Linked DNA regions of Hordeum vulgare: regions 2 and 3 are each linked to region 1. The links are chromatin contacts, called in public Hi-C maps. All regions are on one chromosome and are shown on one strand. The core of a region is the stretch at or near the end of the contact, and the rest is flanking DNA. Distances in the headings are between cores, read along the strand shown. Region 1 holds the start of LOC123444414 (coiled-coil domain-containing protein 25-like). Region 2 holds the start of LOC123444416 (proline-rich receptor-like protein kinase PERK2). Region 3 holds the start of LOC123444415 (ras-related protein Rab7).

Region 1 (3,010 bases), core at 282-2,781:
GTAATGGACACAGAAAGAGATAGCTAGCAATGTGCATGCTGCAGCTTTGCACTAGACACGGCCGGTCACAGTCACAGCACGAGCTAAATTCTTCGGCCCGTGCTCAGATCAGATGCCAAACACAGTTGAGCATGTACCAATGTTTTGTGGGGCAGCATGTTTACGAGGGAACTTAACATTTTGGCAGTAAGAAAACCTTGCTAACACATTACTCAGTAATCAGTAGCTATAAACAATGAGTTTCTTCCATGTATACGTACCTTGAATGGAATGCGCTTTTACGAGCTGCGCACAATCCTCCAGGAGGCCTTCGCTGATGGCGTCTATGGACTCGCCTTTCTTGAGCCTCAGGTAGACGTGCGCCGACGACACCTTGTCCACATGGAACCTGCAGTGCAGGTGGTGCTCCACATGATCAATTATTTCATACAATCATACTTGCTTTGTGCTTAATAAACGGGTTACTAGGTTGTACTACAGCACGATATCCACTGAGCTCTCGAGGGTGTTGCTTATTTTTCAGCAATATAAGCAAACCAGTAAAATAAGCACTCGATCGCGAGCAGAGGGCGAGGTCCTCTAGACGATAGATATATACAGGGTGTGTTTTGGCCCTAGCTGCGCTCGCGTTGCGTGGTGCAGATGGCAGACTGGGGGACGACAGTCACGCAGTTTACGTTCATCTACAGTGACGCAGATGCTTGGAGCTGCTCGTACGTTTGTGTTCCGTAGCTCGGGTCGTATCTACGTTTACTACGCAGTTTGGTAGTTGGGGTGTCCTCCTCACCAGCCTCGTCATGGCCTCGTCACGAGTCAATCCGCGCGCTCCCTCTGCTACTCTGATCTCTCTCTCGTTCTGGCCGGCTGGCCGGCCGTCCTCTCTCTCTCTCTCTCTGGAATTTCACTGGCTCACCGCGCATGAGTTTAAATGTAGTAGTACTACTAAACTATTGATGGTGTAGTACTACTAAACTATTGATGGTTAGCTAGGGATTAACCATTATGCTGCACGTGCATGTTTATACACAGAGGAACTCCCATGACTGAGTATATCCATCGATCGAGACCCCAAACTTAACGAGAGCTTATGTTCTAGTAGTAGAGTAGAAGAGAGAGGGATGGTGGCCGGTGGGAGGGAGAGAGAGTCCAAGGTAGAGACGTAGAGTTGGGGCAAATGCTCGTACCAGACGTCCTCGGGGAGGCCGTACTTGATGAGCTCCTCGTTCTCGTTCTTGTCTGCGCCCATGTAGATGGTGTAATCGCCGGCGTCCGGCCGCGCCTTGAAGTAGAACACCATTGCCAGCACTGTTTCTCTTCTCTCCTCTCTCTCAGCGCCTTCCTCGTGGCAGCTCGGCTCACCAACTGTATATCCAGTTGACCGCGTGCAGGCTAATTTTACCGCAAATCAAGAAGAGGCAGAGGCCGAGAGAGAAGAAGAGGCAGAGGCCGAGAGAGAACAGAGAAGAGGCAGAATAGATAGACGCAGGAGGGGGTGAAGGGAGGGAGACGACAGAGCGACGAACCAGGCAATGAAGCGGCATGGGCGGGTATAAAAAGGGGACGGCCGGGGCTAAAATCTCAAAGGTCGTCTCTACCCCAAGGCGGTTGGGTGGGGCTGCCACGTGGAAACACGGTGGATTCGATTAAACAAATGCGACCGGGGAGGGCGTGGGGCCCGGGCGGGGCCTTATCCTCGCAGCTTTTGCTCCTCCCTCCCACTCTGCCCCTCTTTATAATTAACACAACATAATAGTACAGTACGTAATTGGTTAACCTTTTTTTTTCCTTAACCAATTACGAGTCAGCGGGAGCCTTGTAAAACTGGTAATCTATCTGATCCCTCGCCGGTTTCCTTCGTTTTCTTTCCGATGAATCCTGCCTCTGATCTGTGCCTGACCTGGCAGCAGTCGCAGTGGATATACTCCTCCTACCGGAGCTCCCCGCTTAAAAGATTGTTCTTAACCGCAACTGCCTATTGCTATTGGTGGCGTCGTAAAAGCGCCGTATCTTTTGCGAGAACGACGTCTGTTTCGATGGCTCGATTCCGGCCGAACCAAGAGAGACGGGCCGCTTTTCTTCCCAACGCTCCGTCTTTGTTGGTTCGTTCCGTGCGTCGGGGTGCCGGGGACCGGGCGCGGCATGGCCGTGGGGATTGAGTGGAGGATGGAAAGCAAGGACCGGACTTCCAACCGAGGCAGATCCAGGGGAGTGTGTGCCTGCCTTCGCCCACGTTATTCTTGTTCTTTCTCGATAAAGGATGGGAGGAGAAGTATTATTCCCTCCGTCATGATTAGTAAACGCGGTTTCGTTTATATGTATTTTTAAGATAAAAAAGGATTAAAACGCGTAACAATCATTTAATAATTGTGTGAGTTATTATGCATTATCCTTTTAAATAATTAGACGATGTATGATTATTATATGAACGCTTCTAATTTTTTTTAGAGTCAATTCACCTTGATCCGAGAGATCGCTCCTCTCCGTAAGAAACCTACTCTTTAGATGCGCAGATGCAATTATAGAGCATTTACACCCACAAATCTCACCCCTTACACCCGGACATGCCCGGAAAGGGAGTCGGACAGTCCCTTGTATGTTGTGCTACCAGCCACGTATTTTCAATGTGAATCTTCAAATCCATACAATGCGTGTACGTCGATCATAAAACATAAATTCATTCTAATTCAACAGTTTACCAAAAGCGATAAAGCAAAATAAATTATTCTTCAATTGTCCATACATGGTAAAATAAAATTAAAGTTTGAGTGTGATGGATCACTCAGTAGGATCCGAAGTATGTACAGAGGAGGGTGATTAGACTATTTAACAAGATAAAAACTTAGTCTTTTCTCAGTTTTAGTTATGTGCCAGTTTTAGCAATTATGGCTAGTCAAGTTCACCCTACACATGCATATCTAAAAGTGTAGCAGCGGAAAGTAAAGACATGCAAATGTAATGTATAGGGTAAGATAGGAAGATCAAACGCAAAGGTTAACACGACGATTTTTGA
Region 2 (3,010 bases), core at 298-2,797, 420 kb after region 1:
TTAAACTTTTCCGAAGAATTGTGAGGGCAGAAACATATCTGGATTGTTACGTTCACGTGTGTGCCTGTTCCATTCGGCATTTTCAATCAAATGTGTGCAGGACTATATCTTCTTGAAGAACTATGCAAAAGTGTGGTCGTTCGAGTGCGATTTTCTAGCTCTCGCGCTCTCAGCTCTCAGGGAGCCCAAAATTTTGACAAATATACCAAAAACTTTTAGAATTTCAAAATAGCATGAACAAATACACATTTACATGAGTGTATGTTTGTAAAAATAACACGATGAATAGAATTTTTTTTGCGGGGATGAAATACGTTTTTTAAATGAGCTGCACACACACAAAAATGAAACTTTTTAATAAATGCAGCAAATGAACGTTTGTGTTTTTTTTCTTTCGAAAATTTCAAAAATCGGGTTCCAGGCCGACCTCCGATTGCAATTTGCAAAAGCCGGATCAACAATGTTCTTGCTGTTCGGTGCGAGGAAGGAGATGGTTCACCACCATCATTTCAATTATACTATCTTCCCGTTTCACTTGGGCTACTTCATGTATGCAATATCTACAATACGGTACGTATACGCACCTGGGGTCCCCGGCGGCGGTACCCTACGGCGACGGCGCCGCTTGGACACGAAGAAGAAGATCAGCGCGGCCGCGAGGCCGAGGAAGACCACCGCCCCGACAGCCACACCCACGCCCAGCGCGGTGCCGCTGCCTGACGGGGGCTTGGCCGATGCCGACGGCGCGTCCGCTAACTGCGGCGGAGGAGGCGGATAAAACGTAAGAGGCGACGGCGGAGGCGCTGCTGCGGCTGGTGCGTCGATCGGGAGCGGCGGCGACGATGGAACGCCTCCAGGAGGCGGCGGCGTGGCGTCAGGCGGCGCTGGCGAAGATGACGGCGGCGGCCTGCGAGGAGTTGGCGTTGGCGTCGGAGTTGGCCTTGGCGGAGGCGGGGACGGCGTTACCGGCGTCGGGTTTGGCGTCGGCGTGGGCGTGGGCCTTGGCGGAGGCGGGGACGGTGTCACCGGCGTTGGGTTTGGCGTCGGCGGCCTTGGTCTTGGTGCAGGCGGTGGAGGTGAGTTCACCGGCGGGGGCACCACCGGAGGGTTTACGACGGTGGGAGGATCGGCCTGAACCGGAGCAGGCGGAACCGCGTCCGGAGGAGGAGGAGGGGGCGGGCTCTGCGGAGGAAGTGCCACAGGAGGGACCGGGTTCACCGGAGCAGGCGGAATCGCCACCGGCGGAGTTGGGGTCACCGGAGTGGGCGGGACCGGAGTCACCGGCGGCGAGCCGGCGGCGTCCGGAGGTGGTGGGCTGGACATGGTGACGGTGGCTAGCTGCGGCGTGGCGCAAGAGGCTGACGTTGAACTATCGATCTCCACGGCTACGACTTTACGACTAATAATATACCGACGGTGGGCAAGAGACGAGACGAGACGAAGACTAGCGTGGTACGAGTTCATGCACGTCCACCTATGAGCTGGATGCAGTTAGCCATTAGGTGGTTTTGCTTGCTTAGTTTTGCCGCGCTTACAATTCATCTCTGCGCTTTTGCTTGCTGGGTTCAGTCGACAGCAACATATCATACGGATTCTTCACCTACAAAAACACATCATGCTACGGACCGATTGTGGGTTGGGTTCCTGTAAAAGAATGGGGTCGTCTCTTTTCTATTTTCTTACTTATTCTAGTGTCCACTGTCCGGGGTTTGTTAGATAAGATTGACCGGGCCAAAGTCAATGGGCATGATCGATCATCTGTGTTAGCATTAGCGTCGTGCTAATCATGCCTGGCGGGTGGACCAGCTGGTCAGATGGATACAGGCAGAGAAGAAGCGACCAGCAGCTGGCTCAGCATCCTCACCACCAACTTCGGTTGCCGGACGGCTCATTGCGTGTAGTGCCAGCGAATTGATAGGGTTGTACAAACCAAGTTGCGTCTGCTGCTGCCGCTGGCTCATACTTCTCTGTGGAGCAGTGGCGGCGGAAACTTGTGTAGATTGTTCCGTTGAGGCGTGTGCCTGCTCTATTCCAAATTTCCAATCGAATGTTCAGCGCTGCTCCGTGAGAGGAAAGAGAGGCAGAGATGGTTCAGCACCACCATCATTTTAATACTGTAGTATGACCTGTGAATGATTGTTATTAACTGCTGGTTCGTCGCCCTTCTAAATGGGCTGTCAGGAGACCCCTGAAATTCATTGTGTCGTATAAACAAGCTTGCTCCTATCAAGTTACTTGTGCTAAAGTAGAGATTAGTGAAGTTTCAGAAAAAACAAGATTAATCCTAAAATAGCATTTGACCGTTTCACGCGGGCTACTTCCAACATTGATGAAAATCAGGTTTAGTAACACTTGAGATGCGATGAAAAGGTGGAAACGACAACTTCGTACGTAGAATTTCGATTAAATTTTCATTTCATCTTCGTATCAAGGAGCTATATGCTTGTCCGACACTGGTCAACGACGACCATGGGATCAGATCACTACTTAACAACAAAACACGTACTGTATGCACTATGCAGGTCGGACATATAAAACGTTATACGCAAAGCAATTTCGGTTTTTTCATATCCATGATACCGTTGTTTTAATCAATATAAATTGGGTGCGGTGACAAGGAAAAGAACCCAGGTATCCCCTCAAGGTGGCACATTTTTTTTTCATCTTTGTTAGATTAAGGTGGCACTGTCTGAAGGTATGAGGAACCATTGTTGTGGCAAGGTGTTGCCGAAAGTGGGAACGTGGCTGTTGTTTTCGAAAGGATAGGAGTGAGCACGGCGGCACCCTATGGGGCAGTGCTGTACTTGTTGGGTTGGATGATGATTGAACCAACAGAGGTGGAGGCGATGGTGGAGCACTGGAGGTGATGGTCGATGAAGGCGGTGGTCGTTCTCTTGCTGGAGCATATAGGGTGGTGACGAGCTACACCAGGGTGATGACGAGCTGCAGCGTGTAGATGGCGTTGACATTGTGGCGACAAATAATTAAGCAGCCCTCCTGCAGATTGAAT
Region 3 (3,010 bases), core at 219-2,718, 260 kb after region 1:
ATGGGCATATGGGTCACTATGGGTTGCATATTTCTTTTGTGATGGAATATGGGTATATGGATCACTATGGGTTGCATATTTCTTTTGTGATGGAAACTGGCATATGGGTCACTATGCCGATACTAGGCATTGAAGAATTTTCTGAATCATGCAACCGGAAACTGACATTATGGGTTGCGTATTTAATTTTCCGTTCTATAGCTCTTCCTTCTGTGATAAAGTAGAGACACCACAGCTCCCAACATAAGAAATACAAACTCAAATTTACAGTGCTAAGAGTCAAAGGGAAGAGGGTCTATGGTAATACTGCATGCTTACGGTTAAAAATTAACAGATGCAAACTATGTTTACTGGTAACTAGGTAATGCCAATTACAGAAAATGCTTTATGATTCCGATGGCAAGATACAAAATTAGAGTACCAACTTGATAGTTGGATGGATAATTTGCAGTGTTAGGTACTGTTTTACTGTACTGACAACACTGACGCCTTTTTAACCATCATAAGCGACTCTACATTAACAAATACGTTTTCTTTCATGGCTGAAAATAGCAGTGACTAATCGAAGTGAATTCACTTTTCTGCTACATGGTTTTTAAAGATTAGCAATGGTGATTTCTATCAGCGCAGTGCTAACTTCTCAAAATTGTGCAATGACTAAACACATTAGCAGTGTATTTTCATTTCAATTTACCCCCAGGTAAGAGTAAGTGGGGCACTTCTTCAAAGCAAAACTCAAAGATACTAGCAGCAACTGCAATAGCACGTTGTCCAAAAACAATAACTTGCTCCAAGCATCGGTACAGGACCACATGGGCTGAATTGCTAAAAGCGGGTACAGCACCTGCAGAGTGAAGAGCCTGTCCTCGTATTGCACCTCCTTGGTGAGGAAATCCGCGCCGATGGTGGCCTTGTACTGGTTACTGAACTTCTTGTTCACATATCTGAATTGCATCAAAGCTCAGGAAAAAACACAAACAAAGCAAAATCCAATCCTACACGACCTCGACAAAAAACGGGGGGCAAGCAAAGTAATCAGAGGCGATCAGTCCACGGCGAGTCGAATTGCAGGATACTGGTTCATCAAGGACGTCTTCCCGACCCTGGATCGCGGCGAATCGGCAGAAAGAGTCGGTCAGTCAGCAGAGGGAACACTGGAAGAGGCAAAAGCCGAAGAGGAGGAAGAGAGATCCGAATCCACCAACCCGCTGTCGCCGAGGATGATGACCTTGAGGAGCGTGCGGCGTCGCGAGGCCATGGGGATCTATGTGCCGAGGGGTCTTGCTCGCGCTCGTCGCGCGCCGGAGGTAGGAGGGGAGCACGAGGTGGGGACGGAGGAGGGAGGAGACGAAACCTAAGCTTGCGTAATCGCGTTTGCGGCCTTTGCCGTCCCTGAGCAGGCGGGGAACAAGGGTGCGTGTGCGTTGGGCAACAGGACAGACCACAGGGATGGGACGCGTAGCATCTGCTCCCGTTTGACTGGAAGCTTTCCAGGAAGTACTCCTTCCTACTAGTTTGCTTTTCAAAAAAAAAAAAAAAAAAATACTCCTTCCTACTAGTTTGGTAGTAGGAGTACTAGTTTGGAGTCCGATGATCGGTGCAAATGCAACCACCGCCGGCTGTCAAGGAGATCGAGCAAGCTTAGAGCATCTCCCTCCGTTCCGCCCCACGGATTGGGCACTGATCTGCGCCGGCGCGCCGGCCCAAATTTTCGGCTGGCCGCACACGAGGCCGCAGGATCCACCAACCCCGCGTCGTCCGTACCGTTGGATCCGCATGCAACATTTTTCTCCTTATGCAGTATAATTTTGATGTGATGCAGCAATTTTTTCAACGGTTGCAACAAAAAACAAAAATTATAGCAAAAAAAATATCTACGTGATCGTAGCAAAAAAAACGAAGCTGATGGTGCGTGGTAGCAAAAGTCAAACGCCGGTTGTAGCAAATATTTACGTGACGTGTATGCAACTTTTTTAGTGAACGGTTGCAGCAAAACATGATGCCGGTTGTAGCAAAAATTAACATGGTTGTAGCAAAAGTAAAAAACATCGATGTAACAAAAAAATCGATGAACTGGAATTGCAACCAAACGTATATGCAGTTTTTTTTACTGGGACAAAAAATAGTAAATAAAAATATTTGCAGCAAATACGACGCTGGTTGCAACGTATTTAGATGAAAAATGTTGCATCCACTGACCAGCGAAGCGCGTGGGTGAGAAAAATGTTGCATGGGTGCCGGCGGGCGGGTGGAAAACAATTCCCATGTGAAATAGCGCTGTCTCGGACCGTGCTGGTGAAAAAACGGCCGTGTAGGTTTGGGTTCCCAGTCTACTCACCAAAGATCGCCTCCCAATCGGTTTAAAAAAAACTCGGCCTAAATTCGATCAAAAACGACTTAAATTTAAAGGAATTCATAGTTTTCATTGATATTTGTATAAAATTGAAATAAAAACATAATCTAAAAAGAAATTGAACGTCGTCGTGGTCGCCTTCTACATGCCGAGAAGCTTGTAGAAGTTGGTGTAGTCACCGCCGTCGTCGTCCTGCGCTCCGCCGCCGTCCTTGCTACACCCCTTCCCTCAGTCGCCGTGGCGAACGGGGTTGGAAGGCCCAGGCACCTCCTCGTCACTGTCGCCGAGAATGACGACGCCGTCCTCCTCACGACTGCGGCGCCGAGCGGCGATCTCCTCAAGGGCACGGCGCTGACGCTCCATCCCCTCCCGTACGTAGTCGTCCCGTGCCCATATGAGGGCGGTCTTGTCGGCGGCGGCCACGTCCAGGTGCTCCTGCTTGACGGGGAGGAGCGTCGGCTCTGTCTTCGGCTTGACGAGGCGGGAGGAGGCACCACGCTCGTTGATGACGATGTTGTCGCTGCGCGTGCGCCGCCCTAGCGGGCGACATCTCATGCGGCTCCGGTTTGACGAGGAGGAGCGTCGGCGACCCGGAGGAGCGGGAGCAGGAGCCGTACGAGGAGGAAGATGATGTCTCCATCCGCCTCGGCGTCCAGG

Evidence for each region. A called contact is a pair of places that touch in the nucleus more often than the background predicts.
Region 2: a Hi-C map of leaf shows a contact between it and region 1, with 6 times the contacts expected there. The contact joins the promoter of LOC123444416 here to the promoter of LOC123444414 in region 1. A contact is called at or near these places in 3 of 6 Hi-C or Micro-C datasets (leaf and seedling) and 1 of 1 datasets of contacts at active chromatin or transcription factors (embryo).
Region 3: a contact with region 1 is called in a Hi-C map of seedling, with 3 times the contacts expected there. The contact joins the promoter of LOC123444415 here to the promoter of LOC123444414 in region 1. A contact is called at or near these places in 3 of 6 Hi-C or Micro-C datasets (leaf and seedling) and 1 of 1 datasets of contacts at active chromatin or transcription factors (embryo).

The regions. Positions count from the first base shown.
Region 1 is chr3H:487,107,736-487,110,745 of MorexV3_pseudomolecules_assembly, forward strand. LOC123444414 (coiled-coil domain-containing protein 25-like) reads right to left here and starts at 1,532. Exons shown (of 6, transcript XM_045121114.1): 1 at 1,185-1,532; 2 at 261-388. The coding sequence starts at 1,297.
Region 2 is chr3H:487,528,321-487,531,330 of MorexV3_pseudomolecules_assembly, forward strand. It overlaps LOC123444416 (proline-rich receptor-like protein kinase PERK2), which reads right to left and starts at 1,548. Exons shown (of 8, transcript XM_045121116.1): 1 at 585-1,548. The coding sequence starts at 1,464.
Region 3 is chr3H:487,365,816-487,368,825 of MorexV3_pseudomolecules_assembly, forward strand. It overlaps LOC123444415 (ras-related protein Rab7), which reads right to left and starts at 1,469. Exons shown (of 7, transcript XM_045121115.1): 1 at 1,206-1,469; 2 at 1,077-1,103; 3 at 845-944. The coding sequence starts at 1,258.